Regions from separate parts of the Mus musculus genome. Here region 2 is linked to region 1. A link is a contact called in public HiChIP or PLAC-seq data. All regions are on one chromosome and are shown on one strand. Each heading gives the region's core, a stretch centred on a gene start, on an enhancer-like site or on the middle of the called end of the contact. The rest is flanking DNA. Distances are from core to core; before and after follow the strand shown. Region 1 has its middle 38 kb from the start of 1700017N19Rik. Region 2 has its middle 110 kb from the start of Gm35722.

Region 1 (6,680 bases), core at 2,397-4,896:
TCTGCCTGTCCCTTATCCCACACAACCCTTCCATGCCCAGGCCCAGCTGGGTCCTACTCATTTACACACTTTCTTGGTGAGTCCTTCGTGTCCCAGTCCCTGGAGTCAGCTGAGAGTGATGATAGTGTGCCTTCTCAGTTACCACAAGATTGGATCACTCAGTCTCCAATAATAACTCAACACAGAACATTTGAAGGGGCTGATCTATACACTCTTTTGATTGGATCTGAAACTTTGGAGAACATGAAAAACAGAACCAAACTTTTTAAAAGGCAGACCAGAATTTCCTATGAGACATACAACCAATGAAACAAATGCACATACCCAGGGCTCATTGCAAAAATACAAACAGTATGGTCTTCTGAAAGTACTATAGAAAAGTTCACAAGATGAGAATTGCTTAGAAGGACTCCTAGGCACATAATTTAAGAGAACAATGGAAAAAGGGATCCATTAGTTGAGGCAGCTTTAAAAGGGCAAGAATGAAAACCTGGATGAACTGAAATAGGCAAAGAAGAAATTCTTGGTTAAAGATTAAGAAAACACAAGTGTACAGCTGATTGAAACAACAAAGACAATCCATGATTTGAACAATAAATTCAGTAAAGAGAGAAAAATGCTAAGAAAACTCAAGCTGAAATGAAGAGGGACTTGAAAATTTTAACAAATGAATTAGAAAACTCGGGGAAAGAGCTTTCCAGAGGTATATGTCAAGTAGAAGATGGATTATCAGGATTTAAAGATACAGAAAAAGAGTTAGAGCACCCACAGGATATGACAAAAACAAAAAGGGATATGGAGGAATTTGTGATACCACAATACAAAGACAAAAATCTATGAATTCCAGGCCTAGAAGAAGGATTCCAGGCCAACTGGGTACCAACTTCCGTGTTAGTCACATTTCTGTGGTGATAAACACCATGTCTGAGTCAACTTATCAAAGAAAGAAGGCATAGTATGGTTAGAAATTGTCCGTTTAGTGGAGAAGGATGGAACATTAAGTGGGGGAGAGGAGAGATGGGGCAGCTTGCTGTTTGATGTAAGATGTGGAACTTACTCATAGAGTGTCAGTTTGAACAAAGCCTTGTGAAGAAATCGGGCTGGCTGACCATGCTTTCTCGCCTCCTTGTATACTTAGGGCACACCAAGGGTCAGCACAATAAGGAGGATACTTCAGATACACGCACTGAAGGAACAAACACACTTGCATTGTCAAAGAAAAACTTCTGTGAACAAAGATAGAGGAGTAAACAATGCTTTATATGTAACATGACACGGAGGCTAAGCTCAACTCCCCAAAGGGCTGGTGATGTGAAGAGCTGGGATGAGGGATTGCTGAACCATCTGCTCCTGCTATTGGCTTCACTGAAAAACAAAACATGTGATAAAATGGAAACCGCTGTATTCTCCCCACCTTGGGCACTGTTACAACTGCAGAAGAGAAAGTTAGGCTCGGGGCTGCGGGGGGGGGGGGTGCTGGAGAGATGGCTCAGGGGTTAAGAGCACTGACTGCTCTTCCGAAGGTCCTGAATTCAGATCTCAGTAACCACATGGTGGCTCACAACCATCCATAATGAGATCTGATTCCCTCTTCTGGTGTGTCTGAAGTCAGCTACAGGGTACTTATATATAATAAATAAATCTTGGAGCTGGGTTGCGCAGGGGCCAGAACAAGAAGAAAAAAGAAAAGAAAAGAAAGTCTCTCCCTGTCTTAGAAGGTAAGAGAAGTGTGGTGTAGTTTCCCTTGAAGATTACATCTAGTAGATTGTCCCTGAATTGAAAATCAGGTGCAGAGGTATTGCTAAAATCTAAAAGGGGCATTTACAATGACAACTTTCCTAAGATAAGTGCTCTAAGAAAACTGAGGTTAGGAGTGGCGAAGGGGGAGCAGTTAAAAAAATCTCCTTACAATTTAGAGATGCTCCTGGGAATGTTAAGGCCTTTGGGGGTATTGTCTTTGAGTGAAGGGGGGTATGGTAGGTAGGCATGAACTGTGTGGTGAGCTCCAGAAGTTAGTCTTGCCCTGGGAGAGGAGGGAAGGCATTTGAAATGTTTGTGAGGAGGAATGGTGTATTGTCCATTTATTTCTGAGGAACTGCCGAGGCTCGTGCACTCTAAGTGGGAGAGGAGCTGTGGCCTCAGGGAAACCAGCTGAAGGCTTAACACTACAAACCAGAGATTGGGTGTGTAGGTCAAGAGGTCAATTGTGTGACACATTAAGAAAAGGTTGAGTTCTGATGCATTTAACAGCATAGTCCACAGACTTTCCCATAGAATTATTGAGGAAGAAAGACTTCAAGGTTAATTTGAACAAAGGGGAGAGTAGAATTTGAACTCAAAGAAATTCTAAAAAAAAAAAAAACCTAAAAATCAACCTATAGAAGCAAAGCAATAACAAAGCTCAATGCAGTAGTACATATTTGTAATTCTAGTGGGTTGGAGACAAGTGGATGCTTAGGGCTTACTGGTCAACCTAGCCTACACCATGGTTCCAAGCCAGGGTGAGGCCCTGGCTCAAGAATGTGAATAGTTCCTGAGGAAAAATATTTGAAGTTGATTCATATATGCACAGGAACACATACATACACAAACACACAGGACAATGAGGGAAGGAAGAGAGAGAGAGAGAGAGAGAGAGAGAGAGACAGAGACAGAGACAGAGACAGAGACAGAGACAGAGACAGAGACAGAGAGACAGAGAAAGAGATCAAAGGGAATGGCAATTGAAAATATCAGTGAATGTATCTTACAAAAATTTTTTAAAAATGTATTCATAGCCTACAAAGTTATCAACACACACTGTTATTTACTACTTAAAGTGTAATTATTTATTTCTGAATATAGACCTTATAACAGCCATACTTTAGTAACAACAGAACCAAATCCTCAAATAGAGCTTGAAAATAAGATTGAAATGGGAAAGGCAAAAACTACAGTTGGTGACCAAAACAGAGTTGCTTCCTTCCTTCCAACAACAACAGAGGAGAGAGACTCCAAAGGAAGAAATCGATCTAGCCTATGGGTTTCCTGACAGGCATAACCACAAAAGACCCTTTCAGACTCACTAACTTACAGAGAGGCCTCCACAATGCTCTATGCCACAACTTTGCCCATAACTATCTGCTCAACCTCAGACTCTTTTCCAGTAAAGTCATGATGACCAGGATTATTGTTTCAAAACATTTGATGGAATTCTTATTTGTGCCAAAAAAAAAATCTCCCTCTTTGCTTCTTTGAGCGCAGCTATGGCTTACAACAACACGAATATTCTCATTGCAATGCTGTTCCTAAGTCAATCCCATCATTCGAGGAGTCACAACTTTCATTTAAGTTGTCATAAATTGAAGGAAAATAACCGCCTCGTGATCGCTAGAGGGCAGCACGGTCACAGAAACGGATCGTAAATCTAGCCCGCCTTCCCAATAAGACATTTTGTTTGGACACATTTATTTCTACCTCGCTGATGCTAGCAGTAGGAGCCTTCAGAAATGAAAGTAAACAAAGCATAACCTTTTCATCGAAGAGACTTTATAGGAAGAAAAACGATATTTCGTTTTCATAAGGATTTGGAGGAGCTATAATGTAGCTTGGGGGCGTCTATACTATTTGAAAATAAAAGCATAAAGAAGGATAGAGCAGGGAACACCCCAAGGCATATTTTCCTCTTGATGCCTGGGCTGAAATCACGCTAGCAGCAATGAATTGCGTGATGTTAGAGAAGAGAGCAGCCTAGGTCGCCTCCGTTCAAATTTGGTATTCCTCTCCAGGGCTAGGCTACAGCTTTGGTATATGTTCCTTTTCCAAAAGAAGATGACATGGTTGCCCTGTGGCCTTACTAAAACCGGCAAGTCATAAATGCTTGAGATGGGGTGAGAATCTCTTTCCATCAGGGAATAGAGGAGGATGCAGGAAACAAAATCAGAAAAGAAATTGGGTCAGGCAGAGAGAGAGAGAGAGAGAGAGAGAGAGAGAGAGAGAGAGAGAGAGAGAGAGAGAGAGAGAGAGAGAGAGGCAGAGTCAGAGTCCAGAACAGAAGCAGGGCTAATAAACGTATGGAAATGTCAAAGGAGGAGTACCTATATTTACAGCAAGAACAAAAAGGGCACAAGATTGTGCAAAACTGGGATTGTATTTTGTTATTTGAAAACATAAATAAAATATACGAGAGGTGACAACCCATTTTGGGCATGAAGGATGCTGTTCAGTGGAGATTTTGAGTTATTATATGATAAATCAATTAAGGAGTGTGTAAGGGTAAGAAAGAGGCACTGAGAGACCGTGTGCCATTTCAAGATCATCCTCTGTTCAACAGTTGACTATAAATACATTAATTCAAGAAATCCTTTTTGATGATGGTATTTACAAACATGATTCTCACAAAATGTCCTTGTTACATTAACAACATACCACACCATCAGGGGTATAGAGAAGGCTATAGATACACTTTTATTGCCTTTTAATTTGAGATTATAAGAAAATTATATCATTTGCTCCTCCCTTTTCTCCCTCCAAATTCTTTCCCAATAGTGCCTGGAATACCAGAGCACATGAGCTCATAATAAAATCTTAATTCTTCTTACTTTTTTCCTTTCTTTTATTCGTGTGAAACGTTATTAGGCTTCTATTACACAGCCAAATTCTGTGGACTAGAAATTGAATAGCTGGTCAAAACCAAATGGTCCCTGCTCTTTGGAAGTTTGGGAGGTATATGAAATTCACAAATTGTATAACATCACACTGTGATGACTTGTCAATCCTTGGCCCAGGGAGTGGCACTATTAGGAGATGTGGCCTTCTTGGAGTAGGTGTGTCACTGTGTGTGGTGGGGCGGGCTTTAATACCCTCATACTAGCTGCCTGGATGTGATGAGTATTCTGCTAGCAGCCTTCACATGAAGTAGAACTTTGTTATGGAAAGTGATTTGAATTTTGTGGACCTGGCATAAGAGGTTTCAGTAGAGAGTTTCAATATGTGTCTCTAGACAGTTTTTGAGGTATTTTGGTGAAGAATGTGGCTGCTTTTTGCTCTTGTCTGAAGAGTATGTCTGAGGCTAAGGTGAAGAGACTCAGATTAATTGCATTGACAAAGGAAGTCACAGAAATGCCCATCATAGACTTTGTTCTCTGGTTAAGTTTCATGAAGAGCATTTTAAACAAACTGAGAAAGGAAAAATATAAAAAATATATTTCGAGTATTAAAGGGGCCCCAAGAAGTGAAATGGAGCTGAATCCTGAGTTTAAGGAGATAACAAATTAAGGGAGTGGAACTTTGGGGCAAGATCCTACCCAGTTAAATTTGGATCCAGGCATGGCGGTACACACCTTTAATCTCAGGAGACAGGAATGTAGATCTCTGAGTTCAAGGTTAATCTACAGAGCAAAATCAAGGACAGCTAAGCACAATCAAGGACAGCCAAACTTAGGCAGTGAAAGAGTTGGAAAAGAGGAAGCTAGTGATAATGTAATTGAACAAGGGAGCTATGTTCCACCTCCTGCTAGCAGTAGAACTCAGGCAGCTTTGGCTATGTGTCTCTGGCTTTATAGTTAAGGGGAGAAGGAGACTACTGGGACAGTTGGTGCTAGTTAGCTGGAGCTAAGAAATTAGTGGTGACAGCCTCCAAACGCTGACACCATTGCATACACTAGCAAGATTTTGCTGAAAGGACCCTGATAGAGCTGTCTCTTGTGAGGCTATGCTGGGGCCTAGCAAACATACAAGTGGATGCTCACAGTTAGCTATTGGATGGATCACAGGGCCCCCAATGGAGGAGCTAGAGAAAGTACCCAAGGAGCTAAAGGGGTCTGCAACCCTATTGGTGGAACAACATTATGAACTAACTAGTACCCCAGAGCTCGTGTCTCTAGCTGCATATGTATCAGAAGTTGGCCTAGTCAGCCATCAGTGGAAAGAGAGGCCCATTGGACTTGCAAACTTTATATGCCTCAGTATTGGGGAACGCCAGGGCCCAGAAGTGGGAGTGGTGCGGGGAGGGGACTGGGGGGGGGAGTGTGTGTGGGACTTTTGGGATAGCACTGGAAATGAAATTAAGAAATACCTAGAGAGAGAGAGAGAGAGAGAGAGAGAGAGAGAGAGAGAGAGAGAGATATGAACCAGTGAGTTTGTTGGGATTGTTTACTGTTTACAGACTCTTTTCTTTTCTTTTTTCTTTTCTTTTCTTTTCTTTTCTTTTCTTTTCTTTTCTTTTCTTTTCTTTTCTTTTCTTTTCTTTTCTTTTCTTTTCTCTTCTCTTCTCTTCTCTTCTCTTCTCTTCTCTTCTCTTCTCTTTTCTTCTTTCTTTCTTTCTTTCTTTCTTTCTTTCTTTCTTTCTTTCTTTCTTTCTTTCTTTCTTTCTTTCTTTCTTTCTGTTTTAGATTTATTTATTTCCTCTTATTTGCATGACTGTTTAGTCTGTACTTATGCATTTGCACCACTTGCATGCCCAGTGCCTGCAGATGTCAGAAGAGGCCACTGGATCTCCTGGCATTGGAGTTATGGATGGTTGTAAGCCACCATGTGGGTGCTGGAAACACACCCCTGAGACTCTTCAAGAACAGTCAGTTCTTTTAATCACTGAGCCATTTCTCCAGCTCCGACTAGTGGCTTCTCCTCCTCCTCCTCCTCCTCCTCCTCCTCCTCCTTCTTCTTCGTCTTCAAATTGGATGTTTTATTTGTTTACATTT
Region 2 (6,680 bases), core at 1,355-3,854, 220 kb after region 1:
TTATATTTTTTCTTTGATATTTTCTTTATTTACATTTTAAATGTTATTCCCTTTTCTAGTTTCCTCTCTGAAAATCCCCTATCCCCTCCCCCTTTTCCCTGATCCCCAACCCACCCACAACCATTCCTGGTCTTGGCATTCCCCTGTACTGGGGCCTAAAACCTTCACAGGAGCTAGGGCCTCTCCTCCCATCTGAGTGATGACCAACTAGGCCATCCTGTGCTATATATGCAGCTAGAGCCACAAGTCCCACCATGTGTTTTCTTTGATTGATGTTTTAGTCCCAGGAAGCTCTGGGTGTTACTGGTTAGTTCATATTGATGTTCCTCCTATGAGTCTGCAAACCCGTTCAGCTCCTTGGGTACTTTCTCTAGCTCCTTCATTAGGGACCCTGTGCTCCATCCAATGAATGACTGTGAGCATCCTCTTCTGTGTTTGCCAGGCACTGGCAGAGCCTCTCAGGAGACAGCTACATCAGGCTCCTGTCAGGAAACTCTTGTTGGCATCTGCAATAGTATCTGTGTTTGGTGATTGTTTATGGGATAGATCCCCAAGTAGGGCAGTCTCTGGATGGTCGTTCCTTTAGTCTCTGCTCTGAACTTTTGTCTCTGTAACTCCTTCCATGGGTATTTTGTTCCCCCTTCTAAGAAGGATTCTGAGTGTCTGGGCTAATATCCACTTATCAGTAAGTGCCTATCATGTGTGTTCTTTTGTGATTGGGTTACCTCACTTAGGAGAAAATGGGGAAGAGCCTTGAAGATGTGGGCACAGAAAAAAGATTCCTGAACAGAACAGCAATAGTGTGCTGTAAGATTAAGAATAGACAAATAGGACGTCATAAAATCTCAAGGCTTCTGTACGGCAAAGGACACTGTCAATTAGACAGTAAGACACTGGCAACCAACAGATTGGGAAAAGATCTTTACCAATCCTATATCTGATAGAGGGCTAATATCCAATATATATGAGGAACTCAGAAGTTGGACTCAAGATAACCAAAAAACCCTATTAAAAATGGGGTACAGAGGCAAACAAAGAATTCTCAACTGAGGAATACCGAATGGCTCAGAAGCACCTAAAAAAAAATGTTCAACATCCTTAAACATCAGGAAAATGCAAATCAAAACAGTCCTGAGATTCCACCTCACACCAGTCAGAATAGCTAAGATCACAAATTCAGTTGACAGCAGATGCTGGCGAGGATGTAGAGAAATCGGAACACTCCTTCATTGCTGATGGGACTGCAAGCATGTACAACCACGCTGGAAATCAGTTTGGCGGTTCCTCAGAAAATTGGACATAGTTCTACTGGAAGATCCAGCAATACCTTTCCTGGGCATATACCCAGAAGATGCTCCAACTTTTAATTAGGATCCATCCTCCACTGTGTTCATAGCAGCCTTATTTATGATAGCCAGAAGCTGGAAAGAACCCAAATGTCTCTCAACAGAGGAATGGATACAGAAAATGTGGTACATTTACACAATGGAGTACTACACAACTATTAGAAACAATGAATTTATGAAATTCTTAGAGTCTTGTGATTGTATCTCTCAAATTCTGAGATTGGAGGCATGTGCCATGAGATCCATTTTTTTTTAATGGTAAAATTGTTCTCGACATTACATATACTAGAAATGCATTAAATAGTATTCAAATATACAAAAGTAGCACAGGATAGTTACTGTTTTTGTATATTCTTTCTAGTTGATGTGCCTGCGCAAAAAAGCATATGTAATAAATGTCAGTTTCTATTTCTATATAATGAAATGGCCACAGTCAAGGGTAACTTGTAGAATAGTGAACTTTTCTAAAATTATATCCACAATTATAATGTTAATTGTTGGTAATTATTAACTTCTGGAAAGATTGTTTCTAGAATTGTCTGCCCTAGTATTGTTATCTAGTTCCTAATAGTAGCAATCATTTAAAGGAACTTAAAAAAAACATTTTCTTGCAAATACTTATATACTGCTACTGGTATTGAATAATTTGTCTTTTGCTCAGTGGAAGTTCTTATGCATTTAAAAAAGGCAGGAATATATAATAATTTGCACACTGTAACTGGGAATTTTCAGAGGAAATAAAGACATTTCAATGCCTTTCAAATCATAGTATTCAAATGATGTTACATCATTCACTTCATAAATCTTTGCTGGGCTCCTGCTTCTATGGCAGATACTATGCTGACACTGAAGTGAGCTAGTAAGGCCTGTGCTTTTAAGGTTCCTATTTCAAGCAGATGGAATCATATGATAACTTAATATAGTGTGGTGCCCAGCTGTGCATGTCTATAATCTCAGCACTAGGGGGCAAGAAGTAGAAGGTTCATTGCAAATTTGAAACCAGTCTATTTGTGAAATGCAGGCCAGTCAGAGCTACACAGAGAGATATTGTATCAAAAAAATAAATTCAAACTTTAAAAAGAGAGATGAATGGAAAAACACAACCTTCTCCCAAACCCCACTCCTAATAACTAATATAATATCAATCCAACTGTGACAAATGGCACAGAGAAAAACAAAAGGATAAGAAGATCTCATTCAGTGGGATTTCCCTTATATGTCAACATCATGATGTCAAGGGGAAAAAAAAACACAGCTGTTGGGTTGCAGGACCACCTGAAGCAATGGTCCTCTGGATGCACTGTGTGTGGTTGGTAGATAAGAGGGTTGCTAAGAAGAATGCAAGTGTCAAGGGCTGGTAATAATACTATTTTTGTTTTGTTTTGTTCCGAATGAGACCAGGAGAGATATTGACAAAATGAATGACCCAGTAAAAAGATGACTGGATTTTGTGCAGAAAAGATACATTTAGAGAAGAGAAAGGACGACACTGAAGGTTTTCTCACAATGCACAGACGGTGGTGAGTTCATTGGCTTAATGCAAACGTGTATCTTAAATATGTCAAGAGTGTAAAAAGCAGCACAGGAAACTAAGTAAACAGCCACTTCTAATAATAGCATGGAAGGAAATGAGATGCTGGGTAGAAAAGCACATTTGTGTGAAATTATTTCCATGTGTTAGAAGAATATGTTCTACAGAAGCTCTCCAGACATAGGTAGCACATTTTATTCAACCTCTAGGGAATTATTGATAATGAGAGAATGGTACCCTCTTGAGCAAATAATATCCCCACCCCATGTTATGTCTGATGTATCACACAGAATTTCTTCCTTTAAAATTTATCCATTACAAACAGGGCAGCATATTTGTCTGAATAGATAATGGGCAGTTTGATTTTGGTATGCAGTGCACTGTGCTCCTGATAATGTCAGTCATTATGCCACAGGAGGTGTATGAAATTCTAAGATTGACATGTCTAAAAATTAATGCGATATGTGTCTCCATTTGAAGAAAGCAACAGGGGAGTATTACCCTGATGAATTAGAAAGGGAAAATCAATAGTATTTTGAAGTAGATATTTTCTCAGAGAACAGACCACTTAGTGATTAATGTGCATTGAAATGGTACCTAGAAAATTGATGGCCAACTCTAAACCACAAGCAAATAAAAAGGTATCATAAATATGTTGATAGCATATTCTCTGTCTCTCTCTCTCTCTCTCTCTCTCTCTCTCCCTCCCCTCTCTCCCTCCCTCCCTTTCTCATTTCCTCAGTCTTCATTTATTCTCAGATATTTGAAGAGTTACCAGTATTTGACTTAATCACTACTCTCTGCAAAAATCTTCCCTGATAAAGATTGAGAAGAGTATAAATCCATGGACAGGTAAATGGATGTAAAGAGTACCATTTAACAACATAACCAGTTAGGCAAAATACACCAGTAAGTGCTCCTCTAGTGTCTATGACTTCCCTGGCCTTGGGTTTTGAACATATTTTCAATATAAAAATAAATTCTCTCCTGCGGAACAGACTTTCAATTCAAACAAAAGAGTAGTTGCTTACTCTTATTGTTGCCAATAGTATACCTATGTGGAGGCTTAGATTTTTCAAGCTTACTTTAATATGTGTTATCAAATTCTTTGACACAGCTTCTAGCCCACTGTTCAAAGGTAGGGGAGAAAAGATGGTAAAAGGGATAAGGGGATGTGGATCTGTTTAGAAGTAGTTCTTTGAGGGTGATTCCAATCTCTGCTGTCATAATACAAGCTGTCCAGTTCATTAGGGTCAGGATAGCAAACACTAATCAGTAGCAGTGGCATAATCCAGCAGAAACAGCTAGGCCTCTGGCAAATCAGCTCAAGTCAGCAGGAGTGACCAGAACCAACCAGGGCATCATGACAAGTTCTCTGTCATCCCTCTCTTAATGTAGTGAAGACTCTAGACCAACAAATCATTGTAAGGCTAGCCATGCAGGTGTCTAGTCACTGTGTTTTGAGTTCTACTTCACGTACCTTCTCAAGGGCTTTGATTCAGAAAAAAACATCATGTGAGACAGCATCACCTGATACGACAAGAAATTTCCACTTCATCTAGGGGCACTTATTACTTGTCAGGTCAATGTTGTCCCCTTCAGGGTTCAGTTCTGGGTCTTATCTGTGTCTCTTGTCATTTAGGAGCCTTCAGAGAACCTTTCAGCAGTAGAAAATGTATACACAAGGAAGAAATTTTGTAGGTAGTTCAAGATTAATTTCTCTGTGTCCAGTAATCAAAATGTGTGGGTCTTTCACAATAGGGTCTTACCATTTACTTATGGCTAGCAGTCAAGAGACATAGCAAAAATATATACTCCTTTTGGATTCTGGTGCATCTTTGGCCAATAATTCATAGGGAGGTAACCTATTGTATGCAATATGATTTTTTAAAATAACTCATGACATCCAGGAGAAACATTTTCCTCCTATAAAATATACTTCTGTTCAAGCTCATTTTATATGTAAAAATCTATTTTAATTAATTTATAAAGAACGGCAGGTTTTTTTTTTTTTTTGCTTCTTCATACATTCTTAGTTCCTGTCAGCTTTTTCTTACCTTCCTTCTATTCTCCACCATCTAACACCCCTGCGTCAGCATTTCTCCTGAAAAAGTGGGAGAGGAATATTGTGATCTAAATCTTCAGTGTATTTTATATCTGATATAATCTCCTTTGTGTATAGTACTTTCCACAGAAGAGACTATCAGTTCCGTTTTGGATGGATAATTGATTAGTGATGAAAGTCATCTGTGTAGTGAACTCTAGGACACTTACTGATGTCTCTTAGTTCAACAATCAATTCATGATTGTCCTTGGCTCATAATTTGCACCCAAATGTTCTACACATAACTACCTATGAGGTGCTATAAGCAGGGATGTCTGCAGTTAACCCACATAAGAACTACATGGGAATTAGAAGGCACTCCCCCTGAGTGCACAAATTAGAACAAGTCTTCCCTCTAGGCACAAGTCCCATTTTAAGGTGGTTTTGGAGATGCTGGCATTCCAGACTATAAAAGAAGTATGTTTTGATTCCTCTGTTTTGTGCCTGGAGGACAGAGCCTCATGCTGGGATGCAGGGTTAGGGAATAGCATTCTCCTTGGATTAAGGTTCTCATTCTCTCCCTTGAGTACTTTTGTATAGTGCACAAACTATGTAAGTGTACATAGCGAACCTATAGCTAATGGTTTTCACAGTGGGAGAGCTAAGCGAGCAATTATGTTAGATAGTGTTTAGAGAAGGCAACCCACACACTGTGAGGTTTGTTTTGCTGCTGTTGTTTCGCTTGGTTTTACTTAAAACAAGTGAAGTCTTTATTGTTGCTAATTAGGTTGGTAGAATGAATTCTTTACCTAATTTACCCATAAAATGATATATGTGCATATGGGGTGTTTTGTGATGGTTTTCACACATGTGCACTTTGCAGAGCCCAAGGCAGAGTGGTGCTCAACAGCTCATTATTTCTCTTATTTAATTTTTTTTCTTTTTATGCGTACATTACTCATTGAAAAAAATTTCATACAATATATTCTGATAATAGTTTCCCCTTTCGCAAATCCTTCCAGATCCTTTACATTCACTCAAACGCACTCTTTTTTTTCTAGTTTTTCTCTAATTTAATATCAATTAAATGATTACTACTGATATTCTGCTATACTTGTAGAGCGGTGCCTTGTCCAATCATCATTAGAGAGGCTTCTTCTGGAAACAGATGGGAGCAGGTACGGAAACCCAAAGAGATATGAGAGAGAGCAAGAGAGAGAGAGAGAGAGAGAGAGAGAGAGAGAGAGAGAGAGAGAGAGAAACAGACACAGACACAGACACAGACACAGAGACAGAGACAGAGACAGAGACAGAGACAGAGACAGAGAGTCTAATTGGAGGTCTCCATTGGGGCCTTCCCATCGTAGATCAGGGAACCCCATGCAAGAGAGGGGGGAAATATTGTATTGTAAGAGTCAGAGTAAATGGAGGACACCAGGAAGGCATAGACCCCTAAGTCATCTACGTGGTGCTCATAAATGCTCAGAGACAATAAAGCAGCAAGAACAGGGTCTGCTCCCAGTTCTCTGTGTGTATTTGTATGGCTGTTAGCTTGGTGTCTTTGTGGAAACTCAAACAGTGGCAGTGTGTGTGTCTCTGACACTTTTGCCTACTCTTGGGACTCTTTTCTTCTGATTGGGCATGTTGCCCAGCCTCAACATGATGGCTTTTCCCTTGTCTAATTGTGCCTTGCTTTTTATCATGCTTGGCTGTTGTCTCTTAGAGGCTCTTTTCTAAAGAAACACAGAGTGGGAGTGGG

What was found. HiChIP or PLAC-seq counts read pairs in DNA pulled down with a chosen protein or histone mark.
Region 2: a contact with region 1 is called in a RAD21 HiChIP or PLAC-seq map of pro-B cells, with 3 times the contacts expected there. The contact joins two enhancer-like sites. A contact is called at or near these places in 1 of 15 datasets of contacts at CTCF or cohesin (pro-B cells) and 1 of 115 datasets of contacts at active chromatin or transcription factors (large pre-B cells).

What each region holds. Positions count from the first base shown.
Region 1 is chr10:100,626,550-100,633,229 of GRCm38.p6, forward strand. No RefSeq gene overlaps it. Among named protein-coding and RNA genes, the nearest start is that of 1700017N19Rik, 38 kb to the left of the region's middle. Within about 2 kb of position 3,647, at least 34 of the 459 cell types and tissues checked have an H3K27ac peak or open chromatin away from gene starts, as enhancers often do. A contact at or near this core is called in pro-B cells, where this site is marked.
Region 2 is chr10:100,851,142-100,857,821 of GRCm38.p6, forward strand. No RefSeq gene overlaps it. Among named protein-coding and RNA genes, the nearest start is that of Gm35722, 110 kb to the left of the region's middle. Within about 2 kb of position 2,605, at least 2 of the 459 cell types and tissues checked have an H3K27ac peak or open chromatin away from gene starts, as enhancers often do. A contact at or near this core is called in pro-B cells, where this site is marked.